Regions from separate parts of the Mus musculus genome. Here regions 2 and 3 are each linked to region 1. The links are chromatin contacts, called in public promoter capture Hi-C maps. All regions are on one chromosome and are shown on one strand. The core of a region is the stretch at or near the end of the contact, and the rest is flanking DNA. Distances in the headings are between cores, read along the strand shown.

What was found. Promoter capture Hi-C pulls out the DNA fragments that hold promoters and counts their contacts.
Region 2: a promoter capture Hi-C map of the SN4741 cell line shows a contact between it and region 1, with 6 times the contacts expected there. The contact joins the promoter of 2010204K13Rik here to the promoter of Plp2 in region 1. A contact is called at or near these places in 14 of 39 promoter capture datasets (3T3-L1-derived adipocytes, the C10 cell line, the HPC-7 cell line and 9 more), 1 of 15 datasets of contacts at CTCF or cohesin (stem cell-derived epiblast-like cells), 24 of 484 Hi-C or Micro-C datasets (the 3T3-L1 cell line, B cells, the C10 cell line and 15 more), 23 of 115 datasets of contacts at active chromatin or transcription factors (the 230-238 cell line, the SCID.adh cell line, acute myeloid leukemia and 13 more) and 4 of 9 other capture datasets (adipose tissue, embryonic stem cells, liver and 1 more).
Region 3: a promoter capture Hi-C map of pre-B cells shows a contact between it and region 1, with 2.7 times the contacts expected there. The contact joins the promoter of Pqbp1 here to the promoter of Plp2 in region 1. A contact is called at or near these places in 8 of 39 promoter capture datasets (the C10 cell line, the SN4741 cell line, cranial neural crest and 3 more), 1 of 484 Hi-C or Micro-C datasets (embryonic stem cells), 2 of 115 datasets of contacts at active chromatin or transcription factors (effector CD8 T cells and microglia) and 3 of 9 other capture datasets (adipose tissue, liver and pancreatic islet).

What each region holds. Positions count from the first base shown.
Region 1 is chrX:7,669,446-7,673,309 of GRCm38.p6, reverse strand. It overlaps Plp2 (proteolipid protein 2), which reads left to right and starts at 1,920. Exons shown (of 5, transcript NM_019755.5): 1 at 1,920-2,167; 2 at 3,552-3,707; 3 at 3,800-3,864. The coding sequence starts at 2,072. Magix (MAGI family member, X-linked) reads left to right here. Exons shown (of 6, transcript NM_018832.2): 6 at 1-144.
Region 2 is chrX:7,420,936-7,424,799 of GRCm38.p6, reverse strand. It overlaps 2010204K13Rik (RIKEN cDNA 2010204K13 gene), which reads left to right and starts at 1,812. Exons shown (of 2, transcript NR_027924.1): 1 at 1,812-1,921.
Region 3 is chrX:7,897,170-7,901,033 of GRCm38.p6, reverse strand. It overlaps Pqbp1 (polyglutamine binding protein 1), which reads left to right and starts at 2,034. Exons shown (of 7, transcript NM_019478.4): 1 at 2,034-2,263; 2 at 2,398-2,483. The coding sequence starts at 2,417. Timm17b (translocase of inner mitochondrial membrane 17b) reads right to left here and starts at 1,698. Exons shown (of 6, transcript NM_011591.5): 1 at 1,565-1,698; 2 at 1-73. The coding sequence starts at 1,590.

The DNA.
Region 1 (3,864 bases), core at 671-3,170:
GAGTAGTTCTACAGTGACTCCAGGGATAGTAAAAGTAGACCAGTGTCAGACAAGAATGACAAGAATCCATAAAAGATAACTTCCAAGAGAATTGATAGTTACAGAAATAATAATAATAATGATAATAATAATAAAGGTTATGGCTGGAGATTGTTGTATTCCTGTAATTTCTCCACGTGGCCAGCCAAGACAAGAGGATCACGAGTTCTAAGCCATGCTGGACTACCCAGTGAGAGACTGGCTCAAACAAACAACATCAAAGCAAAAAGGACCAGCTAGACTGTGGGAGGGGTGGTGGGCTGCTAGCCTGCTTGAAGACACAGCTTTTGAAGTGGAACCTGAAAGACCAGAAGCCAAATGAAGCCAACGCTGTGGGGGAGGGGCACGACAGTTATGAGAACGGCGAGTACAGAGGCCAGAGCTAAGTTTGTCATGTTCCACAAGTTCAGGTATTTGTCCCTGCTTGAATGCAGGCACTCAACACTGGGGAAAATGTTTCAACCTTTCCATTACTCAGGCATTCTCTCAACAATGGTGACTGTAAAAGGGAACCCCTTTCTTCATTTGGAAGGGACCTATGTTTGGGGCGGGGCAGGCAGGACCTTAGGGTGAATTCTAGCCTTTCAGTGATTGCGTTATACTTGAGTATAAACCAATGTCCAGAACACATTGGGGTGGGGGGAGTGTCCTGATTTCAGGTAACCAGGCACATGTCTCAGAGTTAGACACGACGAAGGCCAGAAGGAATTAATTAATTGCTTAGGAACACACCTCAAAAAGTCAACGTTTGTACCCCAAATTATACTCAAAGACCATCCCCTTACCTTGCCCAACTCTCAGCAAAAATGTGTGCTTTCTCTAGTCTTTCCCTAAAGCTTGTTTGGCCTCTCTTCTCAGAACCATAAAACAGAGGTCCAGTACCGAGGCCGAGAAGAAGTCTTGCCTGGAATTGGCCAGCACGGGTTACTGGGGGGGCTAGGCTCGAAGCAGACTGATGATATAGTCACTAGTATCCACCAGGTCGATCACCAGGTTCCGTTCCCAGTCTCTGCAGCACTGTCACCACCACTGCCCAAACTCTGGGAACTGACTGCATCCTCCTCATCCCAGTTTGGTACCAGTTGACTACAGAACCTGACCTGACCCAATCAGAAACACCTTTCAATTTTTATTCATCTCACTTATTGTGAACAATTACACCAGATCCAGGGGGAATTAAGTCTTACTACCTCAGACCCTGCCTGTTAGGTGGTTCTCAACCTCCCTAAAACTGCGACCCTTTAATACAGTTCCTCATGCTGTAGGACTCCTGACCACGACATTATTTTTGCTGCCACTTCATAAGTGCATTTTTGTTACTGTTAGGAATTGCAGTGTAAACATCTGTGTTTTCTGATGATCTCAAGGGACCCCTGTGAAAGGATCGTTGGACCCCAAAGGGGTCCTTACTCACAGGTGGAGAACCACTGCTCTATGCAAAGGGAAAACTTTTTAAAATTCAGAGCACTCCGAATTCAGGAAACATACCTGGCCTCGAGAATTTCGAGTTTAAACAGGGCCTCAGCTACCCCTTTTTCAGCTAAGGAAACTATTACTTCTTGACCTTTTGGCTAAGTTCAAAAGTAGAAAATCGAGTCACTCCCTTCCAAAGCCAGATTCCCTCGGTAGCTCTTTTGCATTAAAAAGAAAGAAAGAAAGAAAGAAAGAAGGAAAGAAAGAAAGAAAGAAAGAAAGAAAGAAAGAAAGAAAGAAAGAAAGAAAGAAAAAGTGAAGGGTCTACATATTCTTGCTCCTGGTACCTGGAGTTTCCAGGCACCTTGTAGATAAGGCTGTGTGCGGGACCCGTATCGTCTTCGGCCGCAGGGCAAAGGGGGCTTCCGGGGCGGCCTCCACCTGGCCCGGCCCCCTCCGGCCCCGCCTGCTTTGCTAGGCGCGGTGATTCATTCCCTCCTTTGCCCGGGGGGCCCCCTTCCCGGCCAGACGGCGGGACAGACGGCTGGGTGTGCAGCGACCTCGAACCCGTGAGCCAGAAAGCAGAGCTTCTGCGTCCCAGGGACTCCAGTACACCACCATGGCGGATTCTGAGCGTCTCTCGGCCCCCGGCTGCTGGTTAGCCTGCACCAGCTTCTCGCGCACCAAAAAGGGAATTCTCCTGTTTGCTGAGATTGTGAGTGTTCCCCGGCCGGAGGTTGGGTAGAGGCTGAGTGTGCAGGCTGGACCACTGGGTACGGGACTGTGGCGGTTGAGGCAGGCACGTGGTCCAGCTGCTTGCCAGTGGGATGCAGGTGGGTGAGTTTGTGGAGGAGGGTCGAAGCCAGCCAAGATGCAGGGCGTTCGGTGGGGCATGGGCGAAGGGGTGGAGAGCTGGTGGTTCACTGGTGAGGTGAGTTATCTATAACTAATGTTGGGGGCTGGGGATGTGTGGGTGCGTGTGTGGGTGTAGGTTCATAGTGGTCGGAGAGAAGGGGTCCTGGGGAGTGGGAGCCTCTCGTGGCAGGGCGTGGCCGGCCTGGGCACTAGCTGGCGGGCTGGCAGTGCGCCTAAAGGCGGGGCCTGTTGGGGTGGGGTAGAGCTAGTCCCCTCTAGGGTAGGGCGTTCCACACTTCGCCAGTTCTTCCTTGCCCATTTGGGACTGGATGGGAGGTCCTTTGCTCTTTGGATGGTTATAGGGAACCTTGGTTTTTCCATCCCCCTCCAAGTGGGCACCGCCTTTGGGTCACTCATAAAAGAGGTGCGGTTCCTTTAACGGAGCCCTGCCCTTCTAGTGTCAGTCTCCCCCCCCCCCCTTCCCAAAGGGGTTGCCTGGGGAACCGAACGTCCCTCCCCCTCAAGGCATGGACGCTGGCGCCACAAGCGCTCACAAAACACCTGGCAGAGCCACTCCCCTCAGGGAAAGGAGAACTGAAGCACATAATTCGGCATTTTTCTTACTGGTTGACCCTGGGCAAGCCACTTAACCTCTCTGTGACTCACTTTCCTCCTGTGTAAAATAAATGTATCTAGCTCATTAGATTCTCGTGATGATTAAGTGGAATACGACGTGTAAAGCCCTTAGACAATGCTTGGAAGAACACTGAGCATGCGAGAGGTGTTTCGTAATTATCAGATGTCATTTTCTCACTCCTGGTAGTTATTTGAGAAAAATGTTTTTTTTTTTTCTCTTTCTTCCCCATCCTCCCCTACCGTCTCTGGAGCGTGGGTGCAACCTAGGGCCTTGCATATGTTATGCAAATGCTCAGCCACTGAGCTACATCTTGGAAAGTAGATTTCCTCCCCTCCCCCATGGATATTTAGGTTTGAGAGCCCTCTTTTCTAATTTTTTTTTGTTTGTTTTTTTGTTTTTCAAAACAGGGTTTCTCTGTATAGATAGCCTTGGCTGCCCTGGAACTCACTCTGTAGACCAGGCTGGCCTCGAACTCAGAAATCCGCCTGCCTCTGCCTCCTGAGTGCTGGGATTAAAGGCGTGCGCCACCAAGCCCGGCTCCCTCTTTTCTAATTTAAACCATTGCTTTTAACCCGTGGCTGATTGAGCTCCGTTGCTCCCCTCTCAGATACTGTGCCTGGTGATCTTGATTTGCTTCAGTGCATCTACAACATCGGCCTACTCCTCCCTGTCGGTGATTGAGATGATCTGTGCTGCTGTCTTACTTGTCTTCTACACGTGTGACCTGCACTCCAAGATATCATTCATCAACTGGCCTTGGACTGTGAGAAAGGGGCCGGCAGTGCCGGGGCTGGGCAGGGGTTGGGACGTTGGAATGGTCTGCAGCTCTCACCTTTTTCTTGGCCCACTTCGCAGGACTTCTTCAGATCCCTCATAGCAACCATCCTGTACCTGATCACCTCCATTGTTGTCCTTGTAGA
Region 2 (3,864 bases), core at 563-3,062, 250 kb after region 1:
TGACTTCCTGGAACTTGCTCTGTAGACCAAGCTGGCTTTGAACTCAGAAATCCGCCTGCCTCTTCCTTTCTGAATCTGGATCACCTCACTTAACAAAACAATGTCCAGGTCCATCCTTTTCCCTTTCAATTTCTTTTTTAAAGTACATGAGTTATTTAACTTTTCTGAGTAGTAATCATAGAGTCAGACAATTACATTCACTGCTAACCATTTGTTGCTAATTAAAACAAACAAACAAACAAACAAACAAACAAAAAACAGTTTTCTAGGATTGGTTTTTAAAAAATTACTTGATATTTAGGCACCAAGAAGTAAAATCTGTATCTTTGATTTTCTTAGGTTAATTTTATGTGGGTGTTTTTAATGTTTTTTATAAATTAAGTTTGTTCTGTAATAATGTCATATATGTTTATATATATGGATTCTGACTGCTCTAATCCTTACTTTCTTGTCTCTCTCTCACCCCTGTCCTCCCTTTCCTACACTCATGGCTTCTTGTTTTGTGACATACTCAGTTTAAAAAGGGTTGCTTATGTGACTGTAACTGTGGAGTTATGCACTGGACCTGGCTGGCTTCCCTAGTGGGTACATATCTGAAGATAATGATATCCGGTCTTCCAGAGTCTACCAATAGCCAATAGTTCCCCAGGGTCCTGTAAGTACTGACAAGGTAGGTAAGGGGAGGTGCTGCTTCAAGTAGGGTAGCCTTGGGAGCCTTGTCCTCTTTGAGTCTCAATTTTGTCACCTTTAAAATGCTACCAATTACTACCCCACAGGGTTTCCACACGTTGGCACTGTGCGGTGGTGTAAAGAGGTGCCCTGTCCCCAAAGGCACTGTGAACATTGCCTGTATCCAAATCTGAACTTTCTCAAAACTATAGCTTAAGGACCTGAATATACCAGAGATGGGGACCAGTCCCACTTGCTGCCCATTAACAGGCTTGCCTTACACCTCACCACGCTTTCTTGCTGCTGCAGAGAGTCCGCTCTCTTCTTCCACATTTCATTGTCACCTCAGGCTGCAATATATCAGGTGACACACTTGCTGTTCTCAGGTGAGGACAGTCACGTCCTACTCCAGATCTGTAAATGAGGTCCACAGGCCAGTGTGGCCTCAGCTCACATCTGCTATCAAGATACTGTCCTAATTAGAAAAAGCAAGCTGTAGAACAGTGTGTACAATATATTTGTGTGCATTGTAAGATAAACATATGAAGTATGCTTATGTATTTGTAAACAAATTATGAAGGAATATGTGAGGAGTTACGCTTTTGACTAGTTCTAATGGGAAGAAAGGAGACTTTTTACTCATTATTATAATTTGAAAGTTGTTACCAGGAATACAGTTTCTTTCATAATAAAAAACCTTTAAGTAAAAACATAGATAACATATAGAAACATATAGTCATGTGTTGTATGATGATGTTTGATCAACAGACCACATATATGATGGTGATCCTGTAAGACTGTGATGAGGATGAAATAAATTCTTATTGCCAAAAGATGGCAGAGCAATTGCCAAATAAGTAACACTACAGTACTCATATGTGTGTGGTGACGCTGGTGTAAATGCAGATGCAGTACTAAAAATAGGTAACAGCCAAACTCCACAGGTATCTGCAGCTCTTGGTTTGCTCATCTGTGAAATCATAGCTAATCCATAGGGCCACAATCCATAGGACCACTGTGCTCATTGAATGACTCACGCTCAGGAAATGCTTCTGCTTAGCAAAATAATGGTATAGAAGAGGCAGAAGGCAGGCTGGTTTGATGTGATAATCTCTTTCGCCACCTTGTGGTTGGTGACGCACAAGTCAGCCGTGCCGCGACACGTGTTAATAAGCAGAGACTCGAGCTTCCTCCAAGTTTGGACCTTAGTGGGCCGGATGATTTGGAACTTGGAGAACTGAGAAATAAAAACGTAAGTAGGTAGCTTATGGCTCTTTCATTTTAGGTCCTTATTGTCTAGACGCTTTACTTACATTCCCTACGCGTGCGTGCGTGCGCGCGTGCACGAGCACACGGGGAAACTCCCCCCTCCCCCCTGCCCCCGGTACTTAAAGAAGGTAAAATGTGCGTGTGTGTGCGTGTGTGCGCGCGTGTGTGTGTGCGTGCGCGCGCGCGCGTGTAAGGTGTTCGTGCTGGTGACTACAGAGGTTACAAGAGGGGCATTGGATCGATCCCCCCCCCCCGAACGTGAGTTATGGACCACCACGTGGGTCTTAGGAATTGAACCCAGACCCTCTGTGAGAATTAAGTGCTCTCAACTATTTATGCATCTTCCCACCTCCAAGTGTTAGTTTCCACAAGTAGATGTTGTGGATGTTCTAGAGACATAGTTCGGAACTCAACCACAGCAGTGTCCATGCGGACAAGAAGAGGGAACATACATGTTTCTACTACTTAGTCTCTAAATCAGATTTCTAGCCAGCTACAAGTTTCTTTGAGCTCCCTAATAGGTCGAGGGGGAGGGGCGTGCACACACACATACCCATGCCATCTATCATCTATATCATCTGTCGTCTACCTTGTTACCTAAGGAAGGAAAACCAGTGTCCCTGCGCAGAAATGTATGTGAGCTAAACACTCAAACACATAAGATAAATAAATCTTAGTTGATTCTAATCCTTACTGTCCCTTGGTCATGGTCTATCACATCCATGGGGCATGGCTTCTGCCAGGCAGTTCTTGTTTTCCTCATGAGCCAAAGTTGTATGGAAGAGCATCCAATCAGTAGAACCTACTAGGGCATAGTCCTTCCCCTAGGCTAAGCTTGGGTTTCCATCCGAGGGAGGCAGGACTCTGAATGGAAGGATTTCTGAAAAAATTACAAGGACTGTTGAGAAATGCTTGGGTAAGGCAGGGAACCATGAGTACTTCAGATCTTGTCTTCCTTTCCCAGATCCAGCTCTCCCAACAACAGTAGGCTTGAGAGATGTATGGCCCAGGCACACCTGGGAATCTAGAGCTGCCTAATTTTTGGTTAGGTTACATTTAAGCTATTTTCTGGGTAGGTAATGTGTTAACAAATGGGAGGGTTGTTTTTGGACTAGGGTCTCCACTGGAGTATGGATCATGCTGTCTAATTTACCATTGTATTACGTAGCTCAGTGCCTCATGAACAAACTAAGTTGGTCATTGCCTTGAACGTGTATATTTTTATTGACATTTCAGGCCCCTAATCTCAAGAGAAGCCTAAGGAGTGTTGTTTTGGTGTCTTGTTAACTAAGGGAAATCTAGAGGCAGCCCCAGTCTTATAATCTACAGTTTCCCATAGGGCTTCTGACTCCCTCCCTTTCCAGAGAGAGGTCTTTCTCTCTTCCACAGTCAGTGTCTCCATTCTGATACTTCTATGCAGCCAGATGTTTTCTAGGGCCAGTTCTGCTCTCAGGACATGTTTTCAGGAGGAAGAGATGAATCATTCTAGCTTTGGTATTGCTGCATCTGAAATCCTGTTGGCATTGAACTTAATATCCAGGGGGGATGGTTGAGCTTGCCTGCAGCCTTGGCATTTGAGCAAGTACCTTATCTCTAGCTTTGTCTGTGACTGCTAAATGGCCACTAGAGGGAGCCAGTGGAGCTTTGGTGGAACATGGCACTTCCTGTTTGCACTCGGTTCCTGTTCTGGGGGGGAAGAAAAAAAATCACTGTTGCTTAGCAACAAGAAAGCCAATCATGCTTGCGTCTCATGCCTCTGTCACTAACCCCAAGTGAGACATAGAACATAAAGTCTCCTTCAGATATTATATACTGTAACGGTTTGGAACTTACTGGTCACTTGAAATGTGGCCTGTGATCTCATTATTTTAAATGGATGGAACTTGAGAATCTCATCCTGAGTGAGATAACCCAGAGCCAGAAGGA
Region 3 (3,864 bases), core at 785-3,284, 230 kb before region 1:
AGCCTGGAAGACTCCACCACCAATGACACCCATGGTGAAAGCTCCACCGCAATCATCCACAATTCGCCATGGGCTGCAAGCAGGAAGGAAAAGATTGGGTTAATGTGAGACCCTGCCCTGCTTGGAGAACCAAACAGGGAAGCTCAGGACTGATGCAGAACACCTTAGATGACAACAAATTAGTTCTGACACTTTTTATATTCCCCAGAAAGCCAGAAAGGAAAACCAGATGTGTTTCTGCACACCTGTGATCAACACTTGGAAGGCTGAGACAGGAGGATCACAAGTTGGCAGTCCAACTTGGGCTCTAAATGGAGACCCTGTCCCACAAAGAAAGTTTGTGCCTTTTAATACCAGCACTCTGAGGTCAGAGGTCAGCCTAGTCTAGTCAGTTCGAGGCCAGCCAGGGTTCTATAGTGAGATACTGTCTCAAAACAAACAAACCCCAAAAGAAAAGGTTTGTAAATCTATCTGTGGTACAAAAGTGAGAAAACAATTTGGGATGGGGGAGGTGTCTCACCACATAGCCTTGCAACGATGGGTTTACTACTGGCAGAGCAGTGCTCTTGATTACAAGCAAGCGTCAATACAACTGTTTTTGTCATTATCAAAAATCAAATGGCTTTGGAATCTAGGTCCCCTGTCCCCCACAATCTGTCTCTTGCTTAAATCAACTACTCTACCACTGAGCCCCTATGACTGTTTCTGACAATACAGTATTCTCAGAGAGTTCTACGTGAAACTAGATTTGAAGAACAGAGTCCCTCAAATCCTAGAACCAGGAGCCAAAAACAAAATGGTTTTTGTTACTATCAAAAATCAGTAAGAGTTGTCATGTGCCTGGCAGGGGTGGTTCACGCCTTTAATCCCAGAACTTGGGGGGCAGAGGCAGGAGGATTTCTTAGTTCAAGACTACAGAGTGAGTTCCAGGACAGCCAGGGCTACACCACAGAGTAACCGTGTCTGGGAGGGGGGGGGGGGAGTTGTCGTGTCAGGCTTCAATAGTGTTAACTAGCAAACGTTATTTAAGTAAAATATAAACAGGGTGACTGACACTCGGTTCGACACAAAAAGCACGTCCAGAGAAACCCTTGTGTCCTTTTAAAACCTAAATCGGACAAATCAAAAGACCGTGCGGAAAAGCCAGGTGCCATCTGGCTTAGCCCACAGTGAGTTCACACATGCCCTATCCTATGTCAAAAGCCAGCCTGAGAAAAGCGACACGAAGAAACCCTGTGGATATTGGCTCCACGCCTCTCCTCCCTCACCGCCGGAATGGATCTGCCCAGCGTTTCTCTTTTGGCTCACAAAGGGGGTCTAGGAGAAGAGCCAGGGCAACAGTGCGATAGTTTGTCCCACACCGCACATACTGGGACACTCCACGGTGGCGGTTTTTTGACGAAGTCCGAGTGGGAGGGGCCATGCCGGATGCGCAGAGGCAGTGAAGTTTCCGAGCCTCCCGGGTCAGGGACTTGACACTGCAGCCCCTGCCTTCCCCGCCCGCCTCCCGTTGTCCGCCTGAGCGTCGCGCGGACTGTCCCGAAGCCTGTGCCCATCGCCGTACCAAGGTTCGCGAGCGTACTCCTCCATGGCGCCAGAGTCCGGCCTGGCGCAGTCGGTGGCGCGGGCGAGACACTCCCCCCGTCCCCCTCCCGCTCCGAAACGCCCACAAGCTCTGAGGCGCTGTACGTAGACCAAGGGAACAATTGGTTCTTCTCTGCTTACGTAAGGCCAACGGCGCGCTCTTATTGGCTAGCCAGAAGGGCCACATCCGTTCCATGTAAGCGTCGGATGCGACCAGTTAATTGCACCTGGGGAGAGTCGAGGAGCCTGTTGTGCTTTAAACCAAGAGCCCTTCGGTGTTGGTAAGCACTGTGCCAATGAGGGAGAGGAGGGTAAGGAGATAGACTTTGACTAATCGCACAGTTGTACTGGTAAGGCTGGGGTGTAAGCTTTCTTTTAAAGCTGGAGATGGCGTTGGCATTGTATCTCCCCCATCCTAGCGCCTTGGTTCCGCCCACCGTGCGGACTTTGAGGAACGTTGGGTGATCCCATTTCTGGGTTGCGGGTGTGTGGCACTTGGTCCCTTGGGTGATGGGTGGAGCCTTGGTCTAGAGAGGAACTGGGTCTTTGGTCCATCCGGTCTCCAGTGCCTGGGTCCGGAGAGTTCTGCTGATCCTAATTCTGGCCATATTGCTACATATCTCTTTTATCTTTTAGCACGCATTTTTGTTCTCTTCCAGCTACTGTTGCAGTTACGTAGGTGTGTGTGTGTGTGTGTGTGTGTGTGTGTGTGTGTGTGTGTGTGTGTGTGTGTGAACACACGCGTGGTTACTGGCTATCCAGATTGAAATGTTAATCAGATCTGCCCTTCAGTACTGTCTTGTCTGTTTCTAGGTCTGGTCAGCTACCCACTATGCCGCTTCCTGTTGCGCTGCAGACCCGCTTGGCGAAGAGGGGCATCCTCAAACATCTGGAGCCGGGTGAGAAAACTAAAAGCAGATGCATCTATCATGTGCCAGTGTTAATAGACGTTCTGCTGTTTATTCTATTCTTTATTCCCCCTTTTCTCCGCCCCCTCCCGCCCCTGTCGAACCTAGGTGTTTGCTAAGTAAGTGCTCTGCCATCTTCTGCCGTCCTAGTGTGCATCTTCCCCCGCCCCCTTGTACTGCTGGGGTTAGACCAGAGCTCTTGGATGCGCTCTATTGAAGTATATCTCCTTGACTGGCACCTTGGTTTTGATACTTGGTATCTTGCATGGCCTGGCAGGCATCTCGTTGTCAATATAATTTTTTCTGATATTCATTACTTCTTCGTGGTTGGTGGGTGCTGTGTGAAGTGTAAGGCTGGAGGGATAGCTTTAATTTAAGTCATGAATCAAGTGGACACGGTGGCAGGTACAAATATCTCAGGTACTAAGGAGGCTGAGCTACAAACATGGCTTGAGTCCAGGAGGTCAAGGCCAGACATGGCAATTTGGCAAGACCCAGTCTTCAAAAAATAAAAAACAAATAGACATAAGTATGGTGGCATTCATCTGTAGTCCCCAGCATGGCTGGGGCAGGTAAAAGGGATCACAGGAGACAGCCTGGTTTACATACTGAATTCTAGGCCAGATATACATGTGTCTGTGTGTGTATGTACACATGTATATATGTGTATATATATGTGTGTGTATCAGAAAATAAGTAAAATAAACCCATGACTGCATGGTATTTAACTAATTAATGTTTGAGACATGGTCTCATTCTGTACTTCTGGCAGGCCTGGGACCCATTCTGTATATCAGGCTGGCTTTGCATTCATCAAGATCTGCCTGTCTCCGCTTTCCTAATGCTAGGATTAAGGGTCCAAAAAGGCATCTGATCTATCCTGCAGTCTCCTATGTGCCAAATACAGTGACAGGATGCTGATGCTCTATGTTTACCTCAGCAGAGGTACTTGGGTGATGGGCACCATAACCATTAACATTTATTTAAGGCTGCCTAAGTGCCTGGCACGTATGATATGCTAACAGTCAAAAAAGATGATCTGGGGGCTGGAGAGATGGCTCAGCAGTTAAGAGCACTGACTGCTCTTCTGAAGGTCCTGAGTTCAAATCTCAGCAATCACATGGTGGCTCACAACCATCTGTAATGAGATCTGATGTCCTCTTCTGGAGTGTCTGAAGACAGCTACAGTGTACTTACATATAATAAATAAATAAATAAATCTTTAAAAAAAAGATGATCTCTTAATAAGATTTACTGTATTACTAGGTGCTAATTATACATTATTGCCAATAGTAATAAAGTGGGGCATGAGTTTTGACCTATATGGTGTGCTAGGCACTGGAAAAGTACATCATATTATTGTATGGACAAC